Regions from separate parts of the Mus musculus genome. Here all the other regions are linked to region 2. Evidence: chromatin contacts called from public Hi-C and promoter capture Hi-C data. All regions are on one chromosome and are shown on one strand. Each heading gives the region's core, a stretch centred on a gene start, on an enhancer-like site or on the middle of the called end of the contact. The rest is flanking DNA. Distances are from core to core; before and after follow the strand shown.

Evidence for each region. Promoter capture Hi-C pulls out the DNA fragments that hold promoters and counts their contacts. Hi-C and Micro-C count contacts between places; a contact is called where the count stands out from the background.
Region 1: a contact with region 2 is called in a promoter capture Hi-C map of hippocampal neurons, with 5 times the contacts expected there. The contact joins the promoter of B230214G05Rik here to the promoter of Cerk in region 2. A contact is called at or near these places in 1 of 39 promoter capture datasets (hippocampal neurons) and 1 of 115 datasets of contacts at active chromatin or transcription factors (astrocytes).
Region 3: a Hi-C map of B cells shows a contact between it and region 2, with 5 read pairs. The contact joins the promoter of Zbed4 here to the promoter of Cerk in region 2. A contact is called at or near these places in 1 of 39 promoter capture datasets (pre-B cells), 1 of 484 Hi-C or Micro-C datasets (B cells) and 1 of 115 datasets of contacts at active chromatin or transcription factors (large pre-B cells).

What each region holds. Positions count from the first base shown.
Region 1 is chr15:88,311,585-88,316,588 of GRCm38.p6, forward strand. B230214G05Rik (RIKEN cDNA B230214G05 gene) reads left to right here and starts at 3,290. Exons shown (of 3, transcript NR_045281.2): 1 at 3,290-3,450. All of the region lies in intron 1 of 4930445N06Rik (a long non-coding RNA gene), which reads right to left.
Region 2 is chr15:86,183,230-86,188,315 of GRCm38.p6, forward strand. Cerk (ceramide kinase) reads right to left here and starts at 2,912. Exons shown (of 13, transcript NM_145475.4): 1 at 2,278-2,912. The coding sequence starts at 2,419. Gm15569 (predicted gene 15569) reads left to right here and starts at 2,499. Exons shown (of 3, transcript NR_155352.1): 1 at 2,499-2,555; 2 at 2,977-3,012; 3 at 3,423-3,967.
Region 3 is chr15:88,748,830-88,753,901 of GRCm38.p6, forward strand. It overlaps Zbed4 (zinc finger, BED type containing 4), which reads left to right and starts at 2,882. Exons shown (of 3, transcript NM_181412.3): 1 at 2,882-2,973.

The DNA of each region.
Region 1 (5,004 bases), core at 2,040-4,539, 2.1 Mb after region 2:
AAATGGAGGACCAGTTCCTTCCTGCAGGCACAGACCTCAGGCATGTCTGCCATCCTCTGTGGCAGCAGACAGAGCCCTCTCCCCATGACCTTCTCCCCATGACCTTTAACCCTAGGGCTCAGCCCGTCTCCCATTGCTACAACTGGATACCACAAGCTAGGTAAGTAATTTATATGAAATAAAGATATTTTGTGCATAGTTCTAAAGACCTAAGAAGCAAAGGATCAGGCAGCCATCCAGGGAGGTCAGGCTGTAGGCCGTTGTGCCGTCTTGACTCTATCGGTACAGGGCTTTGTGTGGGAAGACTGATCGTAAGATCCATCATCCATCTAACACCCCCTTAGACCATAGTCCTACTCTCTCAGCCTCATTTAACCTTGATCACCTCCCCAAAGTCCTGGATCTTAATAACACACGGATAGAAGTAAATTCCAGCCTCATTCTAGGGAGACATTAAGGTCACAGCACCTGATAGCCTTAATACCTTGGGAAGTTGGGGGCCTCTGAGTCATCCACCCACACTGTATCAGTTAGTTCTCTATCACAGCGATAAAAGTCCATGGTCAGGGCCACTTAATAGAAGAAAGGGTTTGTTTGTGCATACAGTGTGAGAGAGTTACGTGTCAGTCTCAGTTAAGGAAACACTCCAGTAAGCAGCATCCATGGTGGCAGGGGCAGGAAGCTGAGGGCTCACATCTGGAACCACAAACTTGAAACAGGAGGAGTGACCTAGAAATCATTCCCATCTTTAAAGTCTCAAAACTGCATCCAGTGACACACTTTGCCAACCAGCCTCCCCAAACTGTGGACCAGCTACTCCAATGTTCTAGACTGTGATGGACATTCCTCATTCAAACCATTACACCCACCTTGCTTCTGTGAGACTACTGCACCCCTCTAAGGCTCTACAAGGGCCCAAGAGCCCAATGGCTTGGAGCCTGACTATGTGGGAGGTGGGGTGTGCCTGGGACCCTCAGGAGGACAGTTGAGGGTCCAGCTGCCACAGTTCACCCTCTCTAGGTTCTTGCTCTGAGTGGTCCCCATGAAGAGCTCCTCATGCCAGGGCATGTCAGCCTCATGACCTCTTAGCAGCTCCATATTCTGCCTTCCTTCAAGGTTGCCACTTGAAGACCTCTCTGTTCTTTTGTTAGTGTGTTCTGTCTTATGGGGTCCATAGTGTTTTACAATTATAGTCAAACCACCTGATTGTGTCCCATGCTCATTATTTGATTACATAGGTTGTTATTTTTTTCTTTAAAACATTTTAATGTATATGTATGAGGCACACATGTGCACACATTCAGGTACACACCCGTGTGTGTGAAAACACATGTTGATGTTCCACTCTCGATTCCTCTTAACTTTATCTTTTTTTGAACATGGAGCATACCTATTCTCCTAGACTGTTTAGCCAGAAAGTCCCAGTGATTCCCTGTCTCTGTTTCTTTAGTACTGGGATTACAGGTGAGCACACTGTACCCAAATTCGCCACCTCCAAAACACACACACACACACACACACACACACACACACACACACACACACACACACTGAGAGAGGGGGGAGAGGGAGAAAGAGAGAGAGTGAGTTTAGGAAAATGAAAGTCAAACCCTTGTGTCTCTGCAAAATAAGCACTTTACTGACTGAGCTACTTCCACAGCATCTAGTTGTATTTTTTCCTTACTGGACTGAAGGATACATAATCATTTTATTCGAATGACATACGCACATATATGGGTATATAGAGACATATACACATGGAGTTGAAGACATAGCAGAGATAAAACCTTAAACATATTTCAACTCTGTGAGTGCATTTGCAAGCCTAGATTAAGTGGGTTTTTAAAAAAGAGAGCCAATGCAAAGACTAGCTGTAAAATGGATAGGGAACTTGAAAGAACTACTACTGACTGGAGAAATTTAAATTATAACCAAGGACTCCCCTCTTCAAACACTCTGGGAAAGACTACAATAAAATGGAAATCTACCAGACTTCAAAGGACAGACAGCTCCAGCAACTGGCTTTTCCAGAACATGGATGTGGAATCATATTCTTTCACAGACAGAGAGCGAGCGGGGTGGCTGCTTTAAAGGGGGACAGTGGACATTTCAAAGGCAGAGTGTCTGGGCTCATCTCCTGCTGCTAGAACAGAGAGCCACAAGCCCCAGGGCTCCAAAACAACACAAAGCTGCTGCCTCGTAGCTGGAATTCTGCAGGTCAGAAGTCCAAGGTGGGTCTGGTCAAGTTTGAATCGTGATGTGGACAGTACTGTGTCCTCCAGGGCTCCAGGGAGACTCATTCCCATCCTCTCCAGCCCACAGACATGCGGCATCTTCCTGATGTCTGCCTCCTTTCAGAAGAAACCAGCTACGGACCAAGTCTTCTGTTCATTGCTCTGTCTCCCTCTTCTATTTTTAAAGCCCCCGGTGTTGATGGAAACTGGATAACTAATTAGTAACTGCAGTTCTATCCCAACCTAAGTTCCTTATTGCCATGTAAGCTGCATAGTCACAGATTTGAGAAAGAATAGCCCAAGGATCTTTCAGAGTGTGTGATTATGCCTAATGCATTTCACACCGTGGCCTGTATCTGTCACTGCTTATCAGCAGATTCAACAGACCAAGGCCCCAAAACACTTGGAAAATATCCCACCTGTACCAATCATGGGTACATGTATATTCTTTAATTACTCCTTAAAAGATGCAGTGCAGCATCAATGCCTAATGCATCTTACAGGACATTAAAACAATCTAGAGATGGTTTGAATATTCAGGGGGTGATCCAGAGGTTACATACAAACACCTTGACATTTATACACAAGGCTTGAACACTTATGTTCTGGTACTGATGCTCTGTATATATAGAAAGATAACTTCATTGTCATCTATAAACACATAATCTCTATATACGCAAACATTTCTATATATTTACATAAGACATATAATTTCTGTGTCTGTGTGTTTGTCTTTCTCCCTGCGGGAGGTTTGTGATTTTAATTTTTCTCTGTTCTCCTCTCTATTGCCTGACATATCTCTCTCTCTCTCTCTCTCTCTCTCTCTCTCTCTCTCTCTCTCTCTCTCATTTTCTGAATGCATGTTTAAGAGAGAGAGCATGTGTGTGTGTGTGTGTGTGTGAGAGAGAGAGAGAGAGAGAGAGAGAGAGAGAGAGAGAGAGAGAGAGAATGAGAGAGAGAGAGACTTCCCTACATGTCAGATAATCTAAATGGAACTTCATAACAAGAAACTGTGTGCTGTATGCCAGGAACAAGCTGTGAGTTTAACTCAGAACACTCTAGAAATAATGGAGACCCTGAAACGTAGCAACTGTTACTGGCTCCCACATGAAGCTATGCCCTGCCTTGGCACCCATGGCAGACGCTCCTGGCAGGGTGCTGGCAAGGACGAGACTGCTCCCTTCTGTGCTTTCTGGCTCCAGGAAGGAACCTGCAGGTAGGAGGCTCTCATTAGGAGCAGTCTTACTTAATTAATCTTCCATTATTGGGCAAACCATGGGAACGGTGGGCTCCACCAGGAAAACCGTTTGCAGCCCTTGTCAATTTGCTCACTCTGTGAGCAGTCCGCCCAGTAAATCAAATGCTCGAAAGTGCAGTGCACACGGCAAATAATTAAACTGTCCATAAAGGCTGCTGAGGTCTTCACAGAGCTTAATTGTGTGTGACTCAGCAGCGAGGAGGCAGGGTCTGCCGGAGCCAGGAGATGATCCGGCACTAGTCAACTGCCTCCCCTGCCGGTGGGAACTGAGGGCTGGCTTTGCCCTCTGAGTGTGGCCACAACAGAGAGCAGCCAGTGAAAGGTGACCAGTAAACCTATGGAATCCACAGTTTCCAGGTCAACCCAAGTCCATAGCTACCTACCTCAAGCTTGCTCCTCCAGGACATGGCTTCAGTATCATAAAGATGAGATCTTTTAGAACAGTCGCTTGAATCTCGCCTTTACTTCACCCCTTTCCTGCAGTCTGCCTTCTACATCTGTACCTTGCCTCCCCTGCCTCTTGTCACCATAACAAGCCCTTGCCAGGTCCAGAACTGTTCCCCTAACAAGTCAAAGGGAAATTCTCACTCTGTAGTCTATGACATCATCCACAGAGAACTCCTTATTCATCTCCAGGCACTCAGATCTCCTGGGCTATATCTGTGCTGGTCTCTCTCTCTCCTCTACCGCCCAGAACTACATAAATACCACCACAGAAGGCAGCTTGTATGCCTGTCCCTGCTTTATCCCACCCAGGCTCAGATCACCCTTGGTACTTGTACCTCTTAGCAGGAGAGGCCATCCATAAGAAGATCATGTCCTGCTTCTCAGGCTTAATTCCAGGAGAGCTAAGCTTGCCCTGCCTGGCCATTCGTGTCTTCATTAATGCATCTATCATACCTGCTTGCAACTTCTTTATACAAAACTGGAAATAGAGACCAAGATATAGTCCCTGAGGTCTCTGAGCCCCTCAGATAGACGTGATTTACACTGTCTACCATCAAGTTTACTCTTGTTCAGTGAGCATTGGTGGATGGATGGATGGATGGATGGATGGATGGATGGATGGATGGACAAAAGAAGAGAGATCTCAGTGAAGATGTTAAAGGAACCTGTGAAGGATCTGATTTCAGTTTCAGAGCCTAAACAGACATGCTTGGGTCTTAGTAGAAAATAAGATCCACCATGGTTAAAGGGATGAGAAGGGACAAAGAAAGGACAGGGTGTGTGATAGTAAGAAGATGGGAACACGTAGCTGCCATTGGATATATGATTTGAATACAAGACCAAGGGGCCCACCTACAGGCTTTTCACAAGTTCCAGAAGGACCGCCTATAAACTATAGCCTTCCCTCCAACCCATTCCTCCTTGATCTCCTCCACCAGTGAAGATGGAAGATACTCATGCTGAGAGACTGGTGTAAGTCACGGAAGGTGTGGTTTTAATCTGATAAGTGGTTAGCAACAAAGTTAATGAGAGAATCCAGTTCTGAAATAGAGACAATGGTGCAGG
Region 2 (5,086 bases), core at 1,662-4,161:
AGCCAGGATTCTAGGCCCTAGAGGCTTACCTGAAATTCAACCCACTAGAGCCGGGCGTGGTGGCACACGCCTTTAATCCCAGCACTCAGGAGGCAGAGGCAGGCGGATTTCTGAGTTCAAGGCCAGCCTGGTCTACAAAGTGAGTTCCAGGACAGCCAGAGCTATACAGAGAAACCCTGTCTCAAAAAAAAAAAAAAAAAAGAAAAAGAAAAAAGAAAAAAGAAATTCAACCCACTCATGCCTAGGCAGCACAGTGGTAATAAAGTCCGAGAACAAGAGAGACATGCCCTGGGAGGTGATGCCAGGGGCACATGGGAAGAACTTCAGGGTAATCAAGTCCCAGGCACTGAGCCACAGAAAGGCACTCTGAAGACAAGGCTGCTTTGACTCCAAGGCTAGAAACCGGGTTGGTGGCGATTGAGTCTGAGGCTACCTTAGCCCTACCTCCCTTCAGCTCAGTCTGCAGAGCCTCAGCACAATACCAGAGTACGTACGGCCCCAACTACCCACACAGCCATTCTGGGTAGAATGAGCGAGGGAATGAATGAGCGAATGAAGGGCAACAGAAATTCAGGGTGTCCTCCAGGGAGTCCTGACTCCCGCCATTCCCACAGGTGCCTGCTCAGGGTGACAGTCACCCAACCTTGCCTACCTCCATCGTCCCCACCTAGACTGGGTCAACTGCCTTCCTTCAACTCTGCTCTGTCTCTCCTCTCTATCCTCCCTGAAGAGATCACCAGGTCTTTGTAATAAATAAATAAATAAATAAATAAATAAATAAATAAATAAATAAATATTCAGCTGGAAACAACCATCCAGGGGCTTCCTTTGATACCCACTATAAAGACCAATGCCCACTTCAGCCTGCCAGACTGAGGGAGTCCTGGACCCTATCCCCCAGCTCTTCCCCACCAACCGTGACCCTGACACTGGATTCTCGAGGTTCCTTATCAGTTCGCCATCAACACTCAGCCCTTCCAGGTTTCCCTGGGCAAGCACCACCCTTATAAAGTGAGGTCTGCACTGGTGAGTGACCACCCCTTTGGGACTCAAGCTTGATGCCCTACCCTCGGAGGTTCAAATTGGGATCCAAGCCCATTAGATGCACTTATCCCCACGCATCCCTCTGTGCCTCCTTAAGTGGAAAAGGCCCCACTCCATCAGCCACTAGGCTAGAATCCCCAGGTCCATCCCCTAGCAGGCTCTCAAGGGAAACTTGCAGGGGATGTTTGCTGTTTGGTGGTAAAGACTGTGCTTAGCAAGCCACAAGCCCTGGATTCTATCATTCCCAGGAGAGAGAGAGAGAGAGAGAGAGAGAGAGAGAGAGAGAGAGAGAGAGAGAATAACAAGTTGGGCTTGGTGGCACACATCTGTAATACTAGTCTGAGGCTGAGCCACATAGGAAAACAGTCTCAAAACAAACAAACAAACACAACAAAATGGAGCAAGGAATTTATGAAACTGAATTCGTCTACAAGGTCGTCTACAAGGCCCCCCAGCCCAGATGTCCACATACAATCTTCTGTAATCCTCCTTTTAAGGAGGACTGAATGACATCTTTAAAATCTCCGCCAATCCGTCGGCCACCAGACAACCTGCAGCAAAGCACCGGGGAGAGTGGCTCTAGTGTCCTTGCACCATTCCCAGTCACTGCGGGTGGGTTGCGTTTTTTCCCCATGCTGGCCTAAGCTACTCCTCTTTCAACCCTGAGGGCGGCTGAGCAGGGTGTACACTCCATCGGAAAGTCAAAGGCCCTTGCTCAACTGCCTAATCGCAGGAAGTCCCTGCCAGGGCCCCTCTGGGCTTCTCCCATAGAGAAACATGTGTATGTACTTGGGTTCACTGTATTGGACGAAGAATATGACCAGAAACCAGTCCTGTCCAGGTGTGCCAGCGCCATCCCGACGGCAGCACCAGCAACAGACCTCCCCCAGGGTCCCGCGGATGCTCCGGGATGGGGGGTGGGGGGCTGTGGACGTCCGCTCTTCCCCTCCCCCTCCAGCACCTCCAGAGGCTTTGTCATCCCAGTTCCAGGAGTATCTGGGCTCTCAGCACCCAGACGGTTCCCCGCCAGAGGCCGCGGAGTACTTAGACCGCCCGGCACCCGGGCTCTGCGTCTCGGATTCCCCGCGCCTCGGTATCCCGGGCGCCTCTCCCCGTGCCCCAGGTCTCCTCCCTCCGAGTTCCGCCCCATCCCAGCCTGCCCGGAGCGCTCGGGCTACGCAGGCCGGGGTGGATGCAGCGCCGGCCCCACCAGCCCGGGATGGCCACACTTACCGGCACCCGGCGCGGAGGGCCCGGGCTCCGGGCTCCGCCACCAGCGTAGCAGAGCCCGCGCGGGCTCCAGGCTGACGGCACAGCGTCGCCGTTTCACCCACAGCACGGAGTGCAGCGGCTCCGCCGCCCCCATTGCCCCCATCGCCGCCGGCGCGGCCTCGTCCGCCGGGCGCGGGGCGCGCGGACACCGGGGGGGGCGCGGGACCGTTAGCGGCCCCTGCAGTCTGCCCGGCGGTGACGCGGGGAGGCGGGAGCGGGAGGCGGCGCTGCGTCACCCGGTACGCAGAGAGGGTGGCGGGGACCCGGGAGGAGGCGACCAGGGTGAGGACAGGAGAAGCTAGACTTGGGGCCAGAGAAGAATCAGAAACAGAGGAGTCTAGGGAGCCTAGGATGAGGAGCAGAAAAGGCCTAGGAAGGAACGGGAGGGAGGGGTCAGAGGAGGGGACTGAGGGACCTGGCTGTGGGGAGGGCGGTCGGAGCGGCCGGGTGCCCTGAAAGACACTAGTCTGTCGCTCTGGCTGCCCCTGGGTCCTGCTGGGTCTGCACGAGCGACGGGGTAGGGAGGGCTGCAAAGGGACGGGCGGAGTCCCAGCAGCGCAGAAATGTTGCCCGGGCGGTCCTGGGCAGGCGATAGGAGGCCGTGGAACTGCTGGTGTGCGCCCAGGAGCGATTTGACCTTGGGCATCCGTCTCTTTTTAGGTCTTGGTCTCCTGGCGGCTAGCAAGAGTCCTGCAGGTTAGTCCCAGTAGGCAAAGGAAGGCTAGGATGGAGAGGACAGGGGTTACCTTCCAGGGGAGTGGAAGCTTCATGTGTGGATGGTTGTGGGTCTACAGCCACCAGAGAGACGGGAGAAGGCGTCTTCTTATCAGTCACCTGACTGTACCCTCCCAAACAGGCCTAGGGAACCGGAGTTGCTGCTCTTGATGCAGCTTAACATGGGACAAGCTGAACATATCCACCTCAGGGAGGTCTTCCTGGACTCCGTCTCCCCCAGCCAAAGCATCCCAAGACACAGCAGGGCAAAATTCAGCACTGCACTCATTGCATATCTACCCATCTTTGTGAAAATTCCATGGGCATGTGGGCTTGTCCCTTACTGGGTCTCCAGTGTCTAAAATGGTCTCTGTGCATAATGTGTTACTCAGATATTGGTTGCGTGATAGCATCTGTTCACATCTGACCAAGGAAGAGTCTCCTCGGAGATGCTAACTGGTCCAAGAGTGCAGGGCTCTGTGGTGTGACAGAGCTAAGCCTCACAGCGGAGTCAGCTTTCAAGAAGACAGGAGAGCCTTCTGCCCTCCCCCTCAGCTCTCCTGCTGTTGCAGACTGGGGTGGAGCTGGCCAAGTCTACCTTGCCTGTGCCTGGTACCAGAGGGCTAAGGTACAGGTCTGATCCTGTCGGTGCCCTGTGTCCATCTGCAGGGCAGGGACAACCATGAATCACTTGCTTCCTGGAAGCCCAGCCCAATGGTAGGCTCCCTGACAGCCCTGGAGTGTTGGTTAGGCCCAGGCAGAATCCTAGCCCCACCCTGGAGCAAGCTGGACCTGACCTAGCTCAGTTGTTAGTTGAAGCAATGGCTGTCCCAGCTCTTTCCTTTCACGGCTATCGGGATGAGGCTTGGGGAATGTGGACATGAAACTTCTTCAGAAACCTCTTGCCATTGCTGATGATGCTGCCTCTGTTACTGGTGAGGGGTTGTGTCGGGCAAGGGCAGCAGGGGCTATTATTATTATTAATTATTATTATTACTATTATTATTATTATTATTTTGAGACAGGGTTTCTCTGGGTAGTCCTGATTGTCCTGGAGCTCACTCTATAGACTCTCAAACTTAAAGATCCACCTCCCTCTGCCTCCCAAGAGCTGAGATTAAAGGTATGAGCCACCACGCCTGGAAATTAATGCAGTGTTTATATGTAAGTGTTTAATACCAAGAGGACTGGACTCCACCTTAGTCCTAGAGGAGTTCCATCCAGGAAGACACAGCCACACGGTCCACAAAATACTAAAGAACCTGAGGAGGGCCACCTGTGTGAATTATAGCTCACTAGTGAGAACCAGGATCCTGCAGTGCCTACCTCGGACTGAAGTGTACCCCCCTCCCCCATTTGAATTCTGAAGCCCCAAGCTTGATGCCATAGATAGTGGCTTATTTGGAGACAGAGCCTTTAAAGAGGTGACTCAATGAGGGCTTTTGGGGGCACGGGGAGGGGGGGCAATAGCTTGGTTCCTGGACAGAGGTTGCCACTTCTTCAAACACACTCATTCACATATGCGCACTTGCACACATATGAACACATGTGTACAAACAAATTAGACCATTAAGGGCCGGGTGTGGTGGCGCATGCCTTTAATCCCAGCACTCGGGAGGCAGAGGCAGGTGGATTTCTGAGTTCGAGGCCAGCCTGGTCTACAAAGTGAGTTCCAGGACAGCCAGGGCTATACAGAGAAACCCTGTCTCAAAAAAACCAAAAAAAAAAAAAAATTAAACCATTAAGGTAGTCTCAATTCAGGTCAACCAGTGTACTTAGTATAGGGGGGATTTGAACACAGATCCAGGGATGTGTACATAGAACACAAACTATGAGAAGCACCTGAGGAATGGCCATCTACAGGCCTCAGGAGACACCAGCCTGATTGGACCCGTGGTGTTGGGCTTCCTGGGTGTTAGAGTGCTGTGGTGACCCTGGCCAGCTGGTGTATTAGCCTGGCAGCCTGGGAGGCCGCAGTGCCAGGACTCACTGGGAACCTCTGCCAGGGGGAGGGCAGTCTAATGAGGGATGTGTTCTGGGAAGCTGAGGTAGACAG
Region 3 (5,072 bases), core at 1,632-4,131, 2.6 Mb after region 2:
AATGTGTTCTGAATTGTTCTATTCTTTGAATAGTTTATTTCAGTCTTAATTTGTTAATGTTATGTACAACTGTTCTATCTGCATGTACAACCACATGCCAGAAGAAGGCATCATATCACATTATAGATGGTTGTGAGTCACCATGCGGTGACCGGGAATTGAACTCAGAACCTCTGAGCGAGGTCTCCAGGCTCATTTCACTCTTGAAGGAGGGGCCAAGAACCAGGAAACACCTAGCCCAAGACCCTCTCCAGGGGGAATACCTGCACGCCTTCCTGTTATCTGGGCTTTTCACCCCTACATTTAGAAAAACTGGCCGTTTACATGGCTTGATCATCTGCATGGCTGCCCATCTCTGCTTGCCCATCTGAACAGGGTTAGGTACAGTCAAGGAGCTGCTTCATTTCTCAGATAGTAAATGGAGGCCTCACTGAATCTCAGCAGGACTGGGTCTGGGAGTGAGTGAGCTAGAACCCCCTATCCAAGATAGGTCAGTATCCAGGCCATAACTCAATGCACACCCTTTGATTGGTGCCTGCACCCACCTGTTAAACTAACCATGATTTCTGAGTTCGAGGGCAGCCTGGTCTACAGGATAGCCAGAGCTATACAGAGAAACCCTGTCTCGAAAAAATGTAAAACAAAACAAAACAGTACCTGTGTAACACCCAAAAGCTACTTTAGCTACTTTGATATACTCAGACTGCTTAGTGACCACCGGTGTAGCTCCAAGATCCCAGGGCTCAGGACTGGCCATTCTGGGTTTTTGTTTTGTTTTTGTTTTTGTTTTTTGAGACAGGGTTTCTCTGTGTAGCCCTGGCTGTCCTGGAACTCATTCTGTAGACCAGGCTGGTCTTGAACTCAGAAATCCGCCTGCCTCTGCCTCCCGAGTGCTGGGATTAAAGGCGTGCGCCACCACGCCTGGCTAAGGACTGGTCATTCTGGAGCAGACTGTGAAGACCTTTGTGCCTTCTGCCTGGTTACCTTTGGGGGGAGGGGCTCCTTCGTACCTAGAAACAAGGGACTAGATTTCTGCCCTGGATCATATAGTAGGCAAACCCTTGTCCTGAGGTTTCCTGTCTTCTTGGAAATCGGGTATGAGTACAGATGGACTGCCTGATCTCCCCGTTCTCAGGGACAGTCCCTCTGGAAGGGCTGATGCTCTGCCTGTAGCATCCACCTCTCCATTGCTAGACCTACTGCCTCATTCTAACATAGCAAATAAGAGCCAGGTAGAATTTCAAGTGTTACCATCTTTTGTCTAAGGTGGCGGTTGCCTTTTACACGGTCTCTGTGGACACGCAGTTTCCTAACCCTCCAAAACCCCTCGACATCTTGACACTATTCAAGTTCCAGAAGGGTAAGCCTGCTCCGTGCGCTCCAGGCAAGCACCCTCATTGTCTTCTACTTCCCGTTTTCCTTCTTCCCCTGCACAGCCTGTGCAGGGCTAGGAGCACAGAGGGGCCATCTCCAGGTGAAGAGTTTGTGCAGGTGCTTCTGTATAAACAAATGGAAGCTCGTCAAGACTTTCCGGCTGGGCTGAGACATCCTAAGCTAAAGCTCAAACTCTCTCCTAGCTACTTTACTTGTTCTAGGCGCTACCCCTTAGCTCTATAGCTCAAGAACCCATGTCTCAACAGTTCTCCTGGGGCTTCGGAAATCCTTCATGAAGGCAGATGTTCTCTTTCCTCTGGGGTGTAGGGTACGAGGGGCATAACAAGGAGAGGAAGGTTACTGGGAAAAAACTTCTGTACCCTACGGGAACCTGCTAGCTGAGGACCTCCACCCAGGTCTTTCTGCTGTTCCCCATTGAGTCTCATATGGAGCCACCACCTCCACCACAAACATCAGCTTCCCTGAATGGAAGGCGAAGAAGACAGAAGCCAGGCTCAGGGTTCCACACCAATGATGACTTCCACCAGCAGTGCACTGGCAGCCCAACCACCTTCCCTTGAACTTAAAGACACAGAATCCCAAACCATGTCCATTGACCAGTGATGGTGAATCAGGGTAAGCAAGGTGTGACATCAGCACTCGACGCCTCCCCCGACCGCACCACCACCACCTCAATCACAGAAGGAAACTCCTAAACACGCAGAACAGGAGATGGGCGTAGGACAGAACTCCCGCATAAGAGAACAAGCTGTGGTCTAAAGTGTCATCAGAGAAGGACCTCTGGGATAAATTCCACCTGCAGAAATTACATGGTCCGCACAGGCATCTGAACTGGGGCGTTCAATGTTCAGCTCCTTATTTCTTTTACCCAAACATGGCCCCAGGCCCTGAGCAGCTAGCACCTGCTGTGTCTAGCCTCCACCCAAGGGCTACTGAAAGTGGTTGCGCGCAACGCCCCCGGAGAAGGCGCCCGCCTTGACCACAAGCCCGGAAGCTCCGCGGCCAGCCGTTGAGAGCGCAGGACCACCCTAACGGCCAAGCCCTAAGAAGAAACCACTGAGAACGCGCGCTTCTCAAACGCGCAGCAATTCCAACCAACCGCCGTGGCGACTGCGCCTGCGTAGTCTTCGGACCGAACGCCCGACAGGGCAGGTGCGCCAGACCGCGCTTGCGTAGTTTGACGGAGGAGGCCAGCGACCAGACCTCGTGTGTGTGAGACTGCGCCGGAGTAACCTGACCTCCGGAGATGGGGCGAGGGGAAACTGCGCCTGCGTAGTCTTCGTAGCTCCGCCCCGTTTGCCTAGCCGGGGCCCATCCAGCCGTACTCTAGGCATCCCCCCCCAAGGCGGGGCAGGTGCGCACGGACTGCGCTTGCGCACGACAGCCCCGCCCCGGGCCCCGCCCCCGACCCGCGCGGGGCCCTGGGAGGGGCGCAGCGTCCGGCGGCGTCGCGGGCGGCGGGGCTGGGGCGGCGGGAGGGGCGGCGGGGGCAGACAAAGCGGCTAATGAATGGGCGCGCCCGTCGCGCTGTTCGCAGCCCGCGGGCCCGCGCAGCGCAGCGCGGAGCCGGCGCCTCAGGTGAGTGCGCGCGGGACGCTCCAGTGGCGTCTTCGACGGCCGGCGCCGCGCAGGGGTTGGGGAACCGCGCCATTGTCCGTGCGCGGCGGGCCGGGTGGAGGCTGTGTCCCGAGACTGCGCCCGGCCCGGCCCAGCCCGGCCCGGCCTCTGACAGCTGCGCCTCGCGCCGCGGGCGGGCCCAGGCCGCGGAGGGGAGCGACCGCGGGACGCCCCGTGGGACCTTTCGTCAGGTGCCGGGCTCCCGCCACGTCGTGGCGTCCCCCAAGCCGGTGCCGGTGGGCGCGCGTGTCCAGGAAGGGGCGCAGGCAGGCGGCACGGCGGTGACACGGGTCGGTGTCACGCTTCTTGGTGCCTGCCTAGCTTGAAGCGTGTGCGTCTGGGTCTGACCGCGGAGGCTTAACGAAACTTAACTCAACGCTTTGGCTCCGTAGCGTCTTCACGGTCGCAGTACCTGCCGTCATTTTTTGTTCCTTTTGTCCTTTTTGGTGCGACCCACTCGCTTCTGCCCGGGATGGCTGCGGGTCCTCGCTCTCCGTCTGGAGGTTCTCACGAGGCTCCAGCGCGTCTTTTCAAGTCCCTGCAGCGCCGAGCCTCAGGAGGAGCGGCTGTCGCGGTTCTGGCGTTTGTAAAAAGGGAAGTCATTTGTTTTTGAAGTTAATTAGGATAAGATTAAGTGTAGTTTTTAAAAGGACACTTGTGCCTTCTGGCTTCGTAAAGCCAGTCAGCCAAGGCAAGTACATTCTTGTGACTTGGTAGGAAGAAAGAAATTTTCCCCTTTATATCGTGGTGATAAAAATTAATAAGACCAGGGAAATTTTAGTTTTGAGTTTTTTTTTTTTTTTTTTTTTTTTTAGTACTCTGAATAAACGTAGTTGCAAGGCACGAATTAATTCCATGCTAAGCAGAATTGAGAAGCTACAAGTTTGGCTCTACACCCTGAGGGAGTGGCTTGTGCATGAAGACATTGGTGCATGCTTTCTGTAATCTATATAAACTTTTTTCTATATAAATTTTTATATAGACTTTTTGTGTGGCTTTTATTTTCATGAGAAGATCTAGTTAAAAATTTTTTTGAATCTTTAGGAAGTTTCAAAGTCTCAGTGTGCTGATAGGTTTTCATCAATTTACACAAACCTAGACATATTTTGGAAGAGGGAACTTTTTTTAATCTCTTATTTTTAATGTTCATTGGTGTTTCACCTACAAGTATGTCTCTGAGGGAATGTTGAATCCCCTATAACTAGAGTTACAGTTTCGGTTGTAAGCTGCCTGTGACTGAATGGAATTGAACCCAGGCCCTCTGGAACTGTTCTTAATCATCTCAAGAGGAGCCATCTCTCTAGCCCCAGAAGAGGGACTCCGTTTTTCTTCTTCAAAATAATTTTTGAAAATTATTTACTAATTGGGTGTGCTTTGGTGTTCTGCTTGCATGTCTGTCTGTGTGAGGATGTCAGATCCTCCTGGAACTGAAATTATAGATAGCTGTGAGCTGCTATGTGGGTGCTGGGAGTTGAACCCAAGTACTTTGAAAGAGCGCCAGTGCTCTTAACTGTGGGGCCATCTCTGTAGCCCCAGAAGAGGGATTTTTTTTTTCTAAATAATATATTTTATGTGTGTTGGTATTTTGCCTGCATTTGTGTCTGTGTGGGGATATCAGAGATTGAAGTTACAGACAATTGTAAGCTGTCATGTGGGTGCTGGGAATTGAACCCCTGTCTTCTGTAAGAGCAGTCAGTGCTCTGAACCTCTGAGCCATTTCTCCAGCTCCTGTGAAGAGGAAATCTTTTGTTTCTTTGTTTGTTTTTGAGACAGGGTTTCTCTGTATGTAGTTCTTTGTGTCCTGGAACTCACTATGTAGACAAGGCTGGCCTCGAACTCAGAAATCCGCCTGCCTCTGCCTCCCGAGTGCTGGGATTAAAGGCGTGCGCCACCACGCCCGGCTCTGTTATTTATTTTTTATTTTGTTTATTTTTTATTAATGATCAATGTAGGCAAGTCCAGCCAAGGGGCTATTATGCCACCCCTAGGCAGTTGATCCTTAATGATATAAAAAAAGCAAGCCAGTAAGCAGTGTTCCTCCATGACTTGTGCTTCAGTTC